Linked DNA regions of Manis javanica: region 2 is linked to region 1. Evidence: chromatin contacts called from public Hi-C data. All regions are on one chromosome and are shown on one strand. Each heading gives the region's core, a stretch centred on a gene start, on an enhancer-like site or on the middle of the called end of the contact. The rest is flanking DNA. Distances are from core to core; before and after follow the strand shown.

Region 1 (6,896 bases), core at 4,121-6,620:
CCTTGAGGGCAGAGACCTTGTCCCTATTTTCCTTCACTTCACTTAGCATCTGGCACAGGCCCTGGAACAAGGTACACATCCAATACTGAATGAATCCATGAAAAGTAGGTTTTAGGGACTCCTTACTGAGAAGTTATTACTTAGTGTTGGACCAGATTAATATCAACCTGTTTAAGAAACCATATAAAATGAGAAAATACTAAAGGAAAAATTAACCTCTAATTCCACTTAAGAAGTCAATTCTCAGGTTATTCAGCTCACAAATTAGAAATTTACCAAAGAGGGAAAGTAAATTATGCCTACAGATTCACATTTTCCATTGCTTTCCATCATATAGCACACAGGTGTCCCAGAGGTTATAAATATATTTAGTGCTACTGTAAAACCCATCCAAGAGGCTAATGTAATGGAGGAGTCTTCCTACAATTCACATATTTATTTAAAAGCTCTTGAATGGAATCTAAAGTTACACACAAAATTACTGCATACCAGGGAAAGACGTGTGTAGGCAAGGGGAACTTTAGCTCTCTTAAAACATTTTGGGAGTGGTTTGAATGTTTTACTACATCTGTGATTTAAAATAGAAACTAAGGCATTAAAAACCATCTTACACACATGCAATCTAACATAACTGTTTTGCTCGCAGGATTTATATTTATAGAAAGCGCAAAAACAAGGTTCTGAGTATATCACTCTTAGATCTTCTTATAAGTCTATTCCCTAGCCAGACTTAAATTTTGTTAGACTGGAATCATATTTGATTGGGAAATGTTTCATTTCCTTTTACCGAAGGCTTGCATCACTCTGTTTAAAAGCAAATGCAGGCATACATGGAACTGTGCCCAACTCTATTACTCCCAGCTAAACTGAAGGAAGTGGTCTAAGGTCTCTTAAGGTCTTCACATGGATGATAAATATGAGAAAAAGAAAACTAGGGACACAACCAACAACTTACATTCTCTTTAAGACTAGTGATATCTGAGTAGACCCAAGAGGTCTCTTCCCTGATTCTAAATGAACACATTTCATTCTACTAGTTTAGAGGCCTTTACAGCAAGACACAGTATGCAAATTTAACTCATTAAGAGTTTCAGATTTTGATGAAACAGCTCTACAGAAAGAAAGAACCAGTTAAAAATGGCCTCTAGATATGAAGGCCTTGCCTACTTCTGAGGAACCTGAAATAATGCGTTAATTAAATGACTTATAGAGAAGCTAAGACTTAAATTCTTTATCTTGTTTCCAGTGATTTTGAACTATTTTACACTTGAAGCAGCTCTCTTAGAAACCTAATTTTATATCAATTTTCACATTTATTATGACAATGTATCATGTTAGCATTTAGGGGAGACAGAATTAGCAGACAGAGCCATGAGTCCAAAATGTTTTAAAGTAAATTCCAAGTGTTACTGACTGATTAAAGCAATAAAAAAGTGGGAACTAAAATACCAGTATTGATGAGGAGGCATGTTATCATATCACTGGATGTTTTTGGCCTGCAAATATAAATGATTGGTTTTTAGTGTATTCCATTGGAAGGAGGAAAAAGAGCAGAAAATTTTTTAAAAATACACAGTCTGACATTTAGAAAAAAATTACATTAATTTTTAACAGCTTGCAAACAGCACTTTAGGAAGATTTTTTCATTATCTATCATAACTATGACAATTATGGTTTGCAGCCTCAACATTCTAGGACAGAAACTACAGTAAATCTGATTTTCCCGCAGCTACAGTGAGTATCAAGTTGCCACCACTCCCTCTGCAGGAGTCCTAACCACGCCTTCTGCCAGCACGTTCCACTTTCTTCTTAGCTTTCCGCGAGTTTTCCTTAAACTCCAGCTCCACGATGCACACACGGCCCTGCTGAGCCTCCCTGCAGCACAAACCCAGGGCCTCACCCTGGGTGGGCTTCCCAGTGGGAACACAGCCAAATGCCAGCGTATTCACCATACTGTATATAATTCCTAGTTTGGAAGTTGTATTACCTGTAATCGATCAGGTTTTCAGTTCTTTTTTTTTCCTTTGGTTTTGTTTTTTTTGGAGGGGTTGGGGTTTTTTTTGGCAAGCTGTCACAAGATGATAATGTAAGAATCAATTAAGAATTAAAAGAACACCAACACATGAATAAAAAGTTGCTTGTTATACAGCCAGCAGATTGGTTCTGAAAATAAGACAAGTACTCACATGTTCTATTTGAGGGATATGTGAACAATTTGTAAATAAGGAACTAAAGGCTTATGGGAAAGTATTTTGGAAGTAGCCTTGGCATAAAGAACCAGGCTCCCTTTACTTCAGCATGTTAGAGAGTAGAGACTGCAATGTTTTAATACGTAGAATTTATTCCCCTAAATAAATAAGGTAAAGTTAACCTAAGAAACAATAGGAAGAAACTGAATAGGCAGAACTAAGGAGTGATTACCCTGCTCGGCTGAATGGTGACTCCAAAAAAGGGGTCTGTCCTAAACCTGGAACCTGTGAGTGGTACCTTATTTGGGAAAAAGGGTCTTTGCATTTGTTAAGATTTTGAATTTGGGGGAGATCATCCTGGATTATTTGGATGGGCCCTAAAACCACGGACAAGTGTCCCTCTAAGAAGGAAGAAGGGAACTGGAGACAGGAGAGGAGGCAATGAACCCACAGAGACACTGGAATAACAGGACTACAGGTCAAGGAATGTAGAAAGACAATTCTTGCTTAGGGCCTCCAGAAGGAGGGTAGGCCAGCAAACACCTTGATTCAGGCATTTGGCCTCCACAGCCTTGAAAGAATAAATTTCTGTTGTTTTAAGCTACTGAGTCTGAGGTAATTTGTTATGGACGCTACAGGGAAGTAATACAATTACTTGAATCAGTATCTCCACAAAGAGTAAAGAGGCATGTGTTGATTTACAGTGAGTCTTAAATTAAGAGAGATATGTAAAAGTTTAAAAATCCTTATTCCTTTCCCAAGGAAACTCAACTGAGAAAGTACTCAGTTGAGTTTTGGTACTATTGAGTTTCTAGGAGTTCTAAAAAGATAAATTATAAATGGCAATTTTAGCAACAGTCATGGAAATGTTTTCCTGTCTCAAATATGCGTATGAAAATAAAGTAGTAAAATGTTTACCCAGCATCCAATGGGACATCTAGCAATAATCTTCACGCATTTATAAAAGGACGTCTGAGGCCCTCAACTATAATTCAACATTTCATTTAATGTGGGTGCCATATTGAAGTTTGCTGGGACTCTAGAAATTCCCCATTGATCCTCAATGATTCATTTTTAAAAAAAACATATGTTGAGAACTTAAAAACATAAAGTGGAGGTCTACATGGAACAGGGTAAAAGGCAATAAATGCAAATTCAAAAACACTGTGAAACCTGCAGGTGTATTTTAAAATAAGAAATGTGTTAAACACAAAGTACTTCCAAGGCATATCATATTCATATCACATGGAACATACTATGTTCTTTGAATAAAAATAAAATAACCCACCATAGGTAGAATTATTATTCTAAGAGGTAACTGACTTTGTCAGACGTCTGAGTCTGTATCCCTGTCCAGGCCAGCTGCCATAGGATGAAAATTAAATACTCACGATAAAACCATATACTTAGACAGGTGTGGTGAAGTAAAAGCATGGGGAGAAACGACTGGTCTGAATTTGTGAAAAATTTAAATGAGGCCCACTGTGAAAGTTAATTACTAGGAAAACATGATCTGGAAGAGCGACCTTTCCTTCTTTCCCAGGAAACACTCACAGATACTGGTTTAAATGTTAGGCCCTGGCTTCTCCTAGTTCCCTTCCCCCAAACAACTTCCAACTGGGGCGAACTCGGAGTCATCGGGGATCCAGAGCAGTACAACTACAAAGTCACAATAGTAGCTGGTTGACACCAGGGTGAAAACAGTTGCTCTGAGGGAAAAAGAAAAGAAGAAAATGATAAAACAACGTCATCCATTCTCTCTAGCCCACCCTGATTTGAGAAAAAAAAAAAAAAAAGAAAGAAAAAGGACTAACTGGATATAAGGAACAGCCAAGAATCAAGCTCTTTTTTCAAATGGAGAAATGAAAGGGAAATCCACAGTTGTTATTTTCGTATGAGACATCAAATAACTAAAGAGGATCCTTTACTCGTTTCTACAGATTTAATCTACAAATTCAATTGCAACAGACAAAGTAATCAGACAAAATTTAAGCCTAGCCGAAGTGGGCAGGAATTTTATCTAGGTTAAGCCTTCTACAGTAACAAATGTATTCGTTTCCTTGCCCAGCTTTCACTTATACTGCGGAAGAATGCAGGGCAAAGCCGTACTTACTGCCCAAATAGTTAACAGTAACCCGTTTCAAGAGAAGGTCTCCAATTTTTAAAAGTGCACTTTTGAGTTCAAACATTACCACCTTTTTAGACCAAACGCCAAGAACCGTCAAGGGCCTGCTCTACTTCAGGGTTCATCTGCGCCCACTTAGCTGAGCTCCAAGACAGAACGTTACAAAAAAGGGGGGAGAAGGGGCGGTCGATCTCACTGGTAGCCTCACAACAATGTTACTACATCCTAGTGATCTTGGGGTACCTGCAAGGGGGCGTCCGGCCAAACCCTAAAGCGAGTGCATGAAACGCCCCCCACCCCCCACGGTAGGAGGGCGAGGTGACGGCACGTGTCGTCGGGGGCGGATTGGCCAGGCAGGGCCGAACGATCCTAAAGGACCCGGCGGTGCCGAACGGTTCCAAGCTGGTGCGGTTGATCCGCCTGCGCGCCCGCGGGGCCCCACGCCACACAGGGCGCGGCGGGTGCGGCGCCTCACCTGCACCCCGGTGTAGTTCTCGAAGAAGAAGAGCACCATGCTCTGGTAGGTGCGGTAGAGCCGGTCGTCCACCGTCTGGTAGAGGCGGGAGGGAAGGAGCGCGGAGAGCAGCCGCCAGGCCCCCCAGGCCAGCACGTAGGTGGGGGCCGTGCCCAGCAGCACCGCGGCGGGCAGCACGCAGCGCATCGAGTACATGTGGAGCGCCAGGGAGAGCAGCATCTTCCCGGCGCGGCGCCGGACTCTCCGCCCGCTCCTCCCCGCCCGGCCGCCTCCCTGCCGCCGCCGGCGACCAATCACCGGGCCGGGCCGGGCCTCGCCACCGCCCTCACCTCCGGGGCAGCCGGTCGCCGGCCGCACCTGAGACGCTCAGCGCGCCCCGGCTCCGGCCTCCCCCCCCACCCCAGCCACGAGGGCGGCGCCGCCGCCGGAGGGGATGCGGGCGGCGATGTGGGGCTGGGCGGCGGTCGCGGCTGCGGCCCAAAGGGACGCCGCGGCCCTCCCGGGCTCGGCAGCTCAGGAGCGCTTACACCCCATGACCCTCTCCCCTCGCCCTGCGCCCCTGACGGGAGCGGGGCTCAGCGGAAACAACGCGTCTCCTGATTGGTCACCCTTCCCCCGGCAGGGGCGGGGATCAGCGGAAGCAACATGTCTTCCGATTGGTCAAGTGTAGTCGAGGCTCAACGGACCCGCGGATGAACGGATGGTCCTGCTCTGGCTAGTGCGCATGCGCCAAAGCCTGGCCCAGCCGCTGACCGGGAGAGGCGGTGACGCCCCCTTAACTGCTGGTGGGTGGAGCGGGGCGAAGATGGGCGTGGGCCGGAGGAGGGGCCCGGGCCGCCTGGTGTTCCCTGCCCCGCCCCTGGGCGCGGTTCGGCTTGAAGGAACACGCTCCGGGCCTCCCTGCGCCCGCCCCGGGACGCGACCTCAGCCGAGACGTCCCCTTACCTGGGACCTGGCCGGCCCCGCCGCAAAGGGCTCCCGCGTCCGGCGGGGCTTGTCGGGCTGACCGCGGGACGGCCGACGGGACGCACCTGGGGCTGTCACTGGGGTGCTCTCGGCTCCGGCCGGCGGCCTGTCGCGGGCCCGTAACGGCGATCGTCACACGTCTGCCTGCCGGACGGCCTGCTTACAGGGCTCCCGACACTGTTCAGGGTCCCTGTGCTTCACCTCCCCAGGCCTGCCCCTTGGCTGATTTCTGTTTTTTTATCAGGAGCCTCGTGTTTCTTGTAGTTGTCAAGAGTCCTGTGCGTGTGCAGGTAGAATAACTAAAAGGACCGACGTACGTTTGGGACCTTCACAAAATCTAGGAAGGCAGGGCAGTTGTTCTATTGATGTAAAAACAGATCCAGGGGCCTTCTGGATCCTTCTATTGCCCTTTGGCTACAGTAAATGTGAGTTAATGTGCAACCTTTGCAGGGATAGTTGTACTCCAAAAGAATGCCAGGTGCTTTGAGAAAACTTTTTCTTAGTGGAAGGAAGGCTGTGGGGTAACTTTAGGCAGGAAGGCGTTTCAGGGGACAAATTTAATCAGAGCCAGCATGGTGGCTACTTTGTACGTAGTAACATGATTCACAGGTGGTGACCTTGGGGGACAGTCAGGCGACTAGAGATGTCTCAAAGAACAAGTGTTTGGACAAGTATGTTGCCAATGGGAGGCGTCTCACAACGTAAAGTCTTTGGACAGAGCTTCCCCTGCACTCCCTGTGGAATGTAATGCCCTGGACTGTAAGGCCCAGATTTTGTTTGGGAGGCAAAAAGGGGTGCGGATGATGTGCACAACCAGGGCTGCTCAGCTTCCTTAATTGAGACCAGACACCCCACAGTTAGGAAAAAGTGCCAAGAGGTGAAGCCCGAAGGTTCAGTGTTCCCATCTGACTGGTATGCGTGAAGTCAGTATGTGTGTGCTTCGTGCAAAGACGTCGTTCCCGTGAGTCATGCCCACATCGCTGTCAGCGCATCGTGCAATGCGTGGCATGGAGACACTCAGAACTTGTCTCTCTTGTACCCTGTTTATATCCAAGCCCAGCCCCTACCTCCTGGGTTGTTCCCTGTGGCCTTCACTCCTGTCTTTGTACCAACACACAGATTTCCGCTCCCTTTCGGCCAC
Region 2 (7,147 bases), core at 3,997-6,496, 230 kb after region 1:
TGCCCTGTTCCAGGGCTCGCTTCCACTCAGCAATCCCTTGTTCCCATTAACCCACCAAAACGGCTTATCAAGGCCCCAGAAGCCCCACAAGGCTCTTCCAGGTGGTGACCTCTGAGGCCTGCCTTCCTCATCCCACCTGCCGTGCTGCCGGCGGCCCCCTCCTGGGAAGCCTGACTCCTAGAGCCCCACCCTCGCTGGTTTCCACCCACGCCAGCACAGGGGTGCTCGCCCGTGGAACCTCGTCCCTTCCCCACTATACCCACTGTGATCACATCTGGATCTGTGGCCTAAAGTGACACCACGCACTGAGGACTCCCACATCTTTACGTCCCATCTGTCCCAGGAGCGCCGCACTCATGTATCTACCTGCCCTCCTGAGACCCCTACACGGTGCCCAGTGAGCGCTCAAATTCAGAACCCCTGATTTTCCTTCGGAAGCCTGCCCAAGCTCAGTAAACAGTCTTTCTGTTCCTCACACTAAAAACCTCAGTTACCCTCGACATCTCGCCTTCTCCATAAACTCGCACCCAAACCCTTGGGAAATCTAGGCCGGCACTACCTTCAAAAACACACCCTGACTCTGTTCTTAACGAGCACATCACCACCACCCTGGTTCAAGTAAGAGCTCCAGCCTGGATCCATCAGAAGCCTCCCAACCACGCTCCTGCTTCTGGCGTTGTCCCCCTTCCCACACACCTCTGCGTCCGACCCACCAGGCCCTGCACCGCCTGACACCCCATTACCTCCCTGACCTCAGAAAGTGACTGAGTTTGAAGACAGGGCTTTAAAAGATAATGAAGGTTAAATGAGGGCATTAGTGTGGGCCCTAATCTGATATGAAAGGTGTCCTTGTAAGAGGAGGAAATTAGGACAGAGACCCAGAGAGACCGGGCGAGGACACAGGTAAGACAGCCACGTGCAGGCTACAGAGCGAGGCCTAGGAAGAGACCAACCCGGCCACCACGCCCTGATCTTGGACTCCAGCCTACAGACCTGAGAAACAATCAATTTTTATTGTTTAAGCCGCCTGTGCTGGGCTGTTTGTTAGGGCAGCCTGCGCACACTAATACTGTCTGCTCTGTCACCTTCATGTTCTTATTTTTTCTTGGACATGTGGGCAAATGCAGTGCCTGGGAGCATTCCCTCCAGGCCACGCTGGACATTACGCTTTATCTGCTCTTCAGCTGCAGAAACTAAGGCTTGGGGATGTTAAGTGGCTTGCCCAAGTTATGAGGTAGAGAAGGATGGAAATCAAATTTCATCTGGCCCTATGATCGTACAGACTATTTCCACACTTCACCAACACCAGACACTTAAAGAACAAAATAAAAGAATCCTTACTTTTCAACCCAGAGCACGGAAACAAGCTTCACGCCTCTCTTCTGAGCCTTGTCCCAAGTGCTCTGGTATCCGTCCTTGAACACAACGTGAGTGACTTGTTTATTAAAAGTTTTTGAAACCTGTAGACAAAATGCAGAACAAATCTAAATTACCATTTGCAATTTCCTAAGTAAAAATGATCAAAAAGGATACTTCATTCACTATTTATCAAAACAAAAGTGTCCAAAACGCCTCCCCCAGCAATTCCATTTTTCAGAATCTGTCATTTTCCCGAGGTCGTTGTCAAATTAGGCAAACACCAGGCAGCACTTCTAAATGCCTCTCAGGATGGGTAGAGGAGCAGTTGGGGAGAAAGCACAGCAGCCCACCCGTCTGTGCCCAGAGGCCGCCCCGCCTCCCCTAGACCACTCCCTTTGTGGTTCAGCACAAACTGATGAGCAGAAGATACGGGCAACCTTCTCGACTCTGAAGAGTGTGAGCACAGGGAAGACCCGGTCGCTGATGACCCCAAGGCCCTCACAGAACCCCTACTCTGTCATTTACAGGGCAGTCTTGGCCCCACTGTGGGTGTCACTCAGATGCTTGCAGGGAAAAGGACGAACACAAACTCGCACACGGAGGATAACGGGGAGGAGCCAAGGCGGATCCAAAGGACAATGTGAGAATGACCCACGGAGGAAGGAATCCAAAGGGGCCCCCACGAAAAGACACAGTGGGGAACCTGGGTGGGGGGCCGCCCACCATCGGGGCCAGCCTGCTCCTCTGGCTTTGGGGCACACTCTCCTTTCGCTTTGCTGAACTGAAACCCCCGTGTGGAACTTTCTCTTGGGTCTCTGGAAAAAGGACAGCTACTAAGACCAAAGAGCGAGTGAGATGATAATAAAAATAAGTCCTGTATTAGTAAAATAAAAAATAAATGCAGAAAGGAGAATCCCAAACATCAGAAGTTGGCTCTACAAGAAAACTAATGAAATCAATAAAAACCCAGGTCCACATTATCAGGGAATTGAAAGAAATGGCACAAATAACCAGTATTAGCAAGGAGTAATCAATACAGATCACGAAAACATTGAAACATTCGAACAGTATACTATGAACAATTTTGAGCCAATAAACTTGAGAATTTAGATGAAATGGATAAACCTCTAAGAAGAAAAGAAACAGAAACACCAACTTTTTGCAAGCACTTAGAAGAAATAAGATAATTAATCCTGTAATTATCAAATTAAAGCTGTCATGACTAGTGGCTTCATCAGCAAATTACATCAAATATCTAAGAGAAAAATATGAATCTTACAGAAACTTAGAATAAAAAAGAGAAAGCTGCAACTTGTGTTTTGGAGTCAGCACGTCATTAGCACTAAATCACGTAAAGGTCCTGCACAAAAGGGCCAGTGTCACTCCTGGAAATTTGATGGAAAACTCAACAAAATATTAGCAAACTCTTATCAATTAATATTTAAAAAGGATAATACATCCCCACCACTTGTACTTATTCCAGGATTGTAAAACTGGTTAACATTAAAAAAAAAAACACATTGTTATTTACTACATTAATAAAAAGAGAAAAATCATGTGACCATCTTAATGCAAGCAGAAACACATCTGATGAAATTAAAAAGTGTATTCATGAGGAAAATTCTTATAAATTAGCATCTGACAATTGGTAAAAAAATTGCTTCAGGTGAAATACCAAAGCTTTTCCTTGAGAAGAGTAACCAAAGATGTCTGGGATATTACCTGTTTTTTATTCAACACTGGCCCTGGCTGGAGCAGAAAAATAAATCAGAAGGTGTTAGGAATACAAGAAATAGAAATAAAACTGTTCGCACATGACTCAACTGTGTAGTTTTTTAAGACCCCCAAAACACCACAGAATTCCGAAGTGAGTTTGGTAAGCTTTCAGGACACAAAGTGGGTACACAACAATTATTTCTAGATGCCAGCAGCACTTAGAAAAAGGATAAAAGAGAGTTTACAATAGCATCAAAGTGACAGGGAAAATTTGAAACATTATTGAAAGAAATTAAAGAAACCAAATCACCATAGGCACATGGGTTCATGGGTTGGAAGAACCAATTTCGTAAAAAATGTCAGTTCTCTGTACACTGAAGTATTGGTATCAATCCCATCCTGACGAAATTCTGAAACCCCAGAAGTGAAAGGCACACACTTCTGGGGTCAGCTCACCCCTGGGCCCCCTCCTCACGGGCTGCAGAAATACTGAACGGTCTCCGCCTCCAGCATTTCATTCTAACCGCCTGGGTGGTCACCCCTCTGGTGGCCTTCCCTGACCCCTAGGGTCTCAACCCGTAGAACACTGCCTTCGCTCCTATCTCAAGGTCCAGATGTGTATACCCCAATGTCTATCAGATATTTCCAATATGCCCAGATTCACAAGCTTTCCCTTAAAAGCTGCTCCTTTCCCTGAGTTCCTCACTTGGATCAACAGCATCCATACGTGTGCCCAGCGGCAGAACCTGTATTTTATTCCTAGATCTCCTCTTTCACAACCAAGACCAGGTCGTCCATAATCCAGTTCTAAATTCCTTCCTCTCACAGTCTCCTTTTTTCTCCCACCACTTACTTACCCACTGTCTTCCTTATCCTTCGTGTTTTAAGTATTAACTACCTAAATAAATGTAAATCTATCTCATTGTGTATGAGAACTGTCATACGTATAGCAATGGTAAAATTTTTTACCTTTGCCCCCATATCCACAAGTTGGTTTGTAAATGTCTTTGAATAATTTTCTGTCCCATTGGCTGACCACACTTCAACATAGGCCACAACATCTGAAAATAAACAAGATGTTAGCATGAAATGCATTTGAAATTCCAGCATCCGTGGCCCAAGGATTTCAACAGATTTCTCTTGTTCTACTTACATTAAAAAGTAAATTTTAAATTTATTCTATTAAAAGCCTATTCAAAATAGTACTAGTGCGAGCACGTTCTTAAAATCTCAAGCAAAGAACTTTACCCACACATGTCACACACGTCATGTTTACATTCTAAACACTCTATGCTCATCCAAATTCCCAAACCAGAGTCTGTTTTCTGTAAAGGACTAGATAATAAATACTTTAGGCTTTGAGGGCCACAAAACCCCTCAACTTCGAGTGTAGCACAAAAGTACCCAAACATAATACATTAATAAGCACGGCTGTCGGTGTAATGACGCTCCTGGTACTAACAATAGACACTGACAGGAGAGGCGCTCCTATTTCTTTGCCTAATTTCATGATTGCTCCACGCCCCTGAATTCACCGGGCCACGCAAAGGCACGAGGGGCGGGGAGAAGGCTGAAAATTCAGCCACCCCTCAGGTGCCCCGCCACGTACTGCACCTTCCTCCTCGGCAGGGCCAGGTGGCGGGGGGCGGCCCTGGACTCGGGGGCAACCCCCCCCGGGGGCCGGGATGACTTCCGGGAGGGCCGGACTCCCCTCCCCGCGAGCCCCATCCCCCGTCCCCAGCGCAGGCAGCGGCCTAGATGAGGGTCCTTAAGCCTGTCCCCTCCCCAGGAAACAGGAAGCACCCTCACCCTTCAGGACCGGATTCCCTGGCGTCCCGGGAGCCGCCATGAGGAGCTGCGAGCTCGGAACCGCTCGGAGTCCCGCGAACAGAGGCGGGCGGCACTGAGCATGCGCAGGGCGCTCCAGCGCCGCTCCCCTCCGGCTACGCGTAACTCTGCCTTCCGCGTTTTCTAAATAGCCCGAGGGGGCGGGAGAAAGCTAAACCCTAACCCCGCGGAAAGTGCTTGGTGCTCTTCCTGCGCGGAGGCGCGCTGCGTCCGCGCTGCCCGAGGGCGCCCGCCTCTGCCCGTTCGCAGTTACGCGAACGCGCTCGCTGCGGGCTCGGGGCCCCCACCCGCGACCCCCGCCTCGCGGACCCCGAGGCTCGCGGGACTGCCGCTAGGAGGGTCCCACCCACGGCCGCGCCGGCGGACCCTAGGCCGAGACCCCCGGGGCGCCTCCGCATCTCCACCTCAGGCCCCGCCAGGGAGCCTCCGTATCTCAGATGCCCACGGAGGTGCGGGAGCGGGCCCCCCAACCTCACACACTAACGGGACTCCAGACCGTAGATCCGCGGCCAGGGTCCAGCTGGCCCGGCAGCCCCCTCGAACTCTGCTGCCCACAAGTCCCGGAGTGGACAGGTCCAGACCGGAGCGGGACCAGCCCCGTGGGGAGGAGAGCCCCCCACCCGGCGCACCGCTCGGCCGCCTGGGGCTTCAAACCTCCCGCGTTCGGGAGGCGCCCCGCCCACGCCACGCCCACACCTCCGCTTCACCTACGCCTACGCCCCCATCCCGCGCCCCACCCACATCCCCGCTTCACCTAAGCCCCCTCGCCCCGCCCCGCGCTCCACCCACATCCCCTCCTCACCTACGTCCTACGCGCCGTCCACCCCTGCGCCTCGGCCGCGGGGCTGCGCGCCTGAGCCCGTGAGTCCAGCGTCTACAGTCAGGGCCCCCCCTTGCTGGGTGCCGCTGAAGCGGGAACGGTTTTCTGGCTAGTGATCATCAATTATAAACCCCAACAGGGAAAGATGTACATTGTATCTTCTGTAAGAAGTCAACTGCCTCTGCAACTCAGTCGCTGAAAAACCATTATCACCCTGAAGTCCTGCTTTTCTCCAGTGGACTTTATTCGAAACAACCCCTCCTAACATCCTCCTTCTCCAAAAAATAACCTGCTTCTTTATAGCACTTGCCTATAGTTCTGCTATACCTTGCCTGTCTAGAATTGTGATTCTCTGCTATTCCTGAGTAAATCCGGTTTGCTGGTAAAATAACTGACAGGGTTTTTTAAAGTTTAAGAAGATTTAGAATTAAATAGTGAGTCACGAAGTAGAGCAAATCAATCACCTTTGGCCTGGATATTAACAAAAAACTTCAGTATTTGATAGATTCTTCACCTTCAGGGTCAAAAAATATTTTCTCCTAGGGTTTCTTCCAGAAATATCACAGTTTTGGGTTTTATATTTAGGGCTAGGCTGCTTTGAGTTAATTTTTGAATATGGTAGAAGTAAGGACCACAGTTCATTTGTTTGCACATACGGTATCCACATCCAAATTGTTCCAACACCATTTGTTGAAAAGCTGTACCTCCCCCTCCACTGCATTCATTGGCTTTGCACATAGTAAAAATCAGTTGTTCAGACATGTATGGTTTAATTTTAGACTTCTTACTCTGTTCCATTGAGCTATTTATCTTTACACCAGTACCATATAGATTAGTGTAGCTTTATGAATAAGTTGTGAAATCAGGTAATATAATTCCTACCACTTTGTTCTTAAAATCAGATTGTCAGTTTCTACTAAAAAACAACAACAGTCCTGTGTCTTCTGGTCTCTCTTTTAGGGCTAGTTGTATTTGAAAAAGAAAAAAAAAACAAAACAACAACAAAACAATAAAAAGCCTGCTGGGATTTTGTTTGGGATTGTGTTGAATCTCAGGTCTCTTTAAGGGAGAATCGACATCTTAACAATATTGAACCTTATGATCCATTAAAATTTATTTACATCTTCTTTAATATCTCTCAGCAATGGTAGGTATTTTTCAGAGGATGGGCCTCTAACAACTTTTGTCATACGTAGCCATTTCTATTTTTTTATGATATTGTAAGTGGTTTTTTACAATTTCAATTTCTGGTTGTTAATTTATGGAAATACAATTGGTAGTGAATTAATCTTACATTCTACAACCTTCCTAATTTACTTAATAGTTGTAATAGCTTTTCTCATTCGTTCCCTATAATGTTCTAAAGACAGTCATGTTGTCTGTGTTTGGAGGAAAACTTTTCTT

What was found. Hi-C and Micro-C count contacts between places; a contact is called where the count stands out from the background.
Region 2: a Hi-C map of blood shows a contact between it and region 1, with 6 times the contacts expected there. The contact joins the promoter of MCPH1 here to the promoter of AGPAT5 in region 1. A contact is called at or near these places in 2 of 2 Hi-C or Micro-C datasets (blood and fibroblasts).

Annotation. Positions count from the first base shown.
Region 1 is chr12:107,475,041-107,481,936 of MJ_LKY, forward strand. It overlaps AGPAT5 (1-acylglycerol-3-phosphate O-acyltransferase 5), which reads right to left and starts at 5,371. Exons shown (of 8, transcript XM_017681097.3): 1 at 4,790-5,371. The coding sequence starts at 5,008.
Region 2 is chr12:107,703,031-107,710,177 of MJ_LKY, forward strand. MCPH1 (microcephalin 1) reads right to left here and starts at 5,247. Exons shown (of 14, transcript XM_073219223.1): 1 at 4,885-5,247; 2 at 4,045-4,136; 3 at 1,342-1,460. The coding sequence starts at 4,924.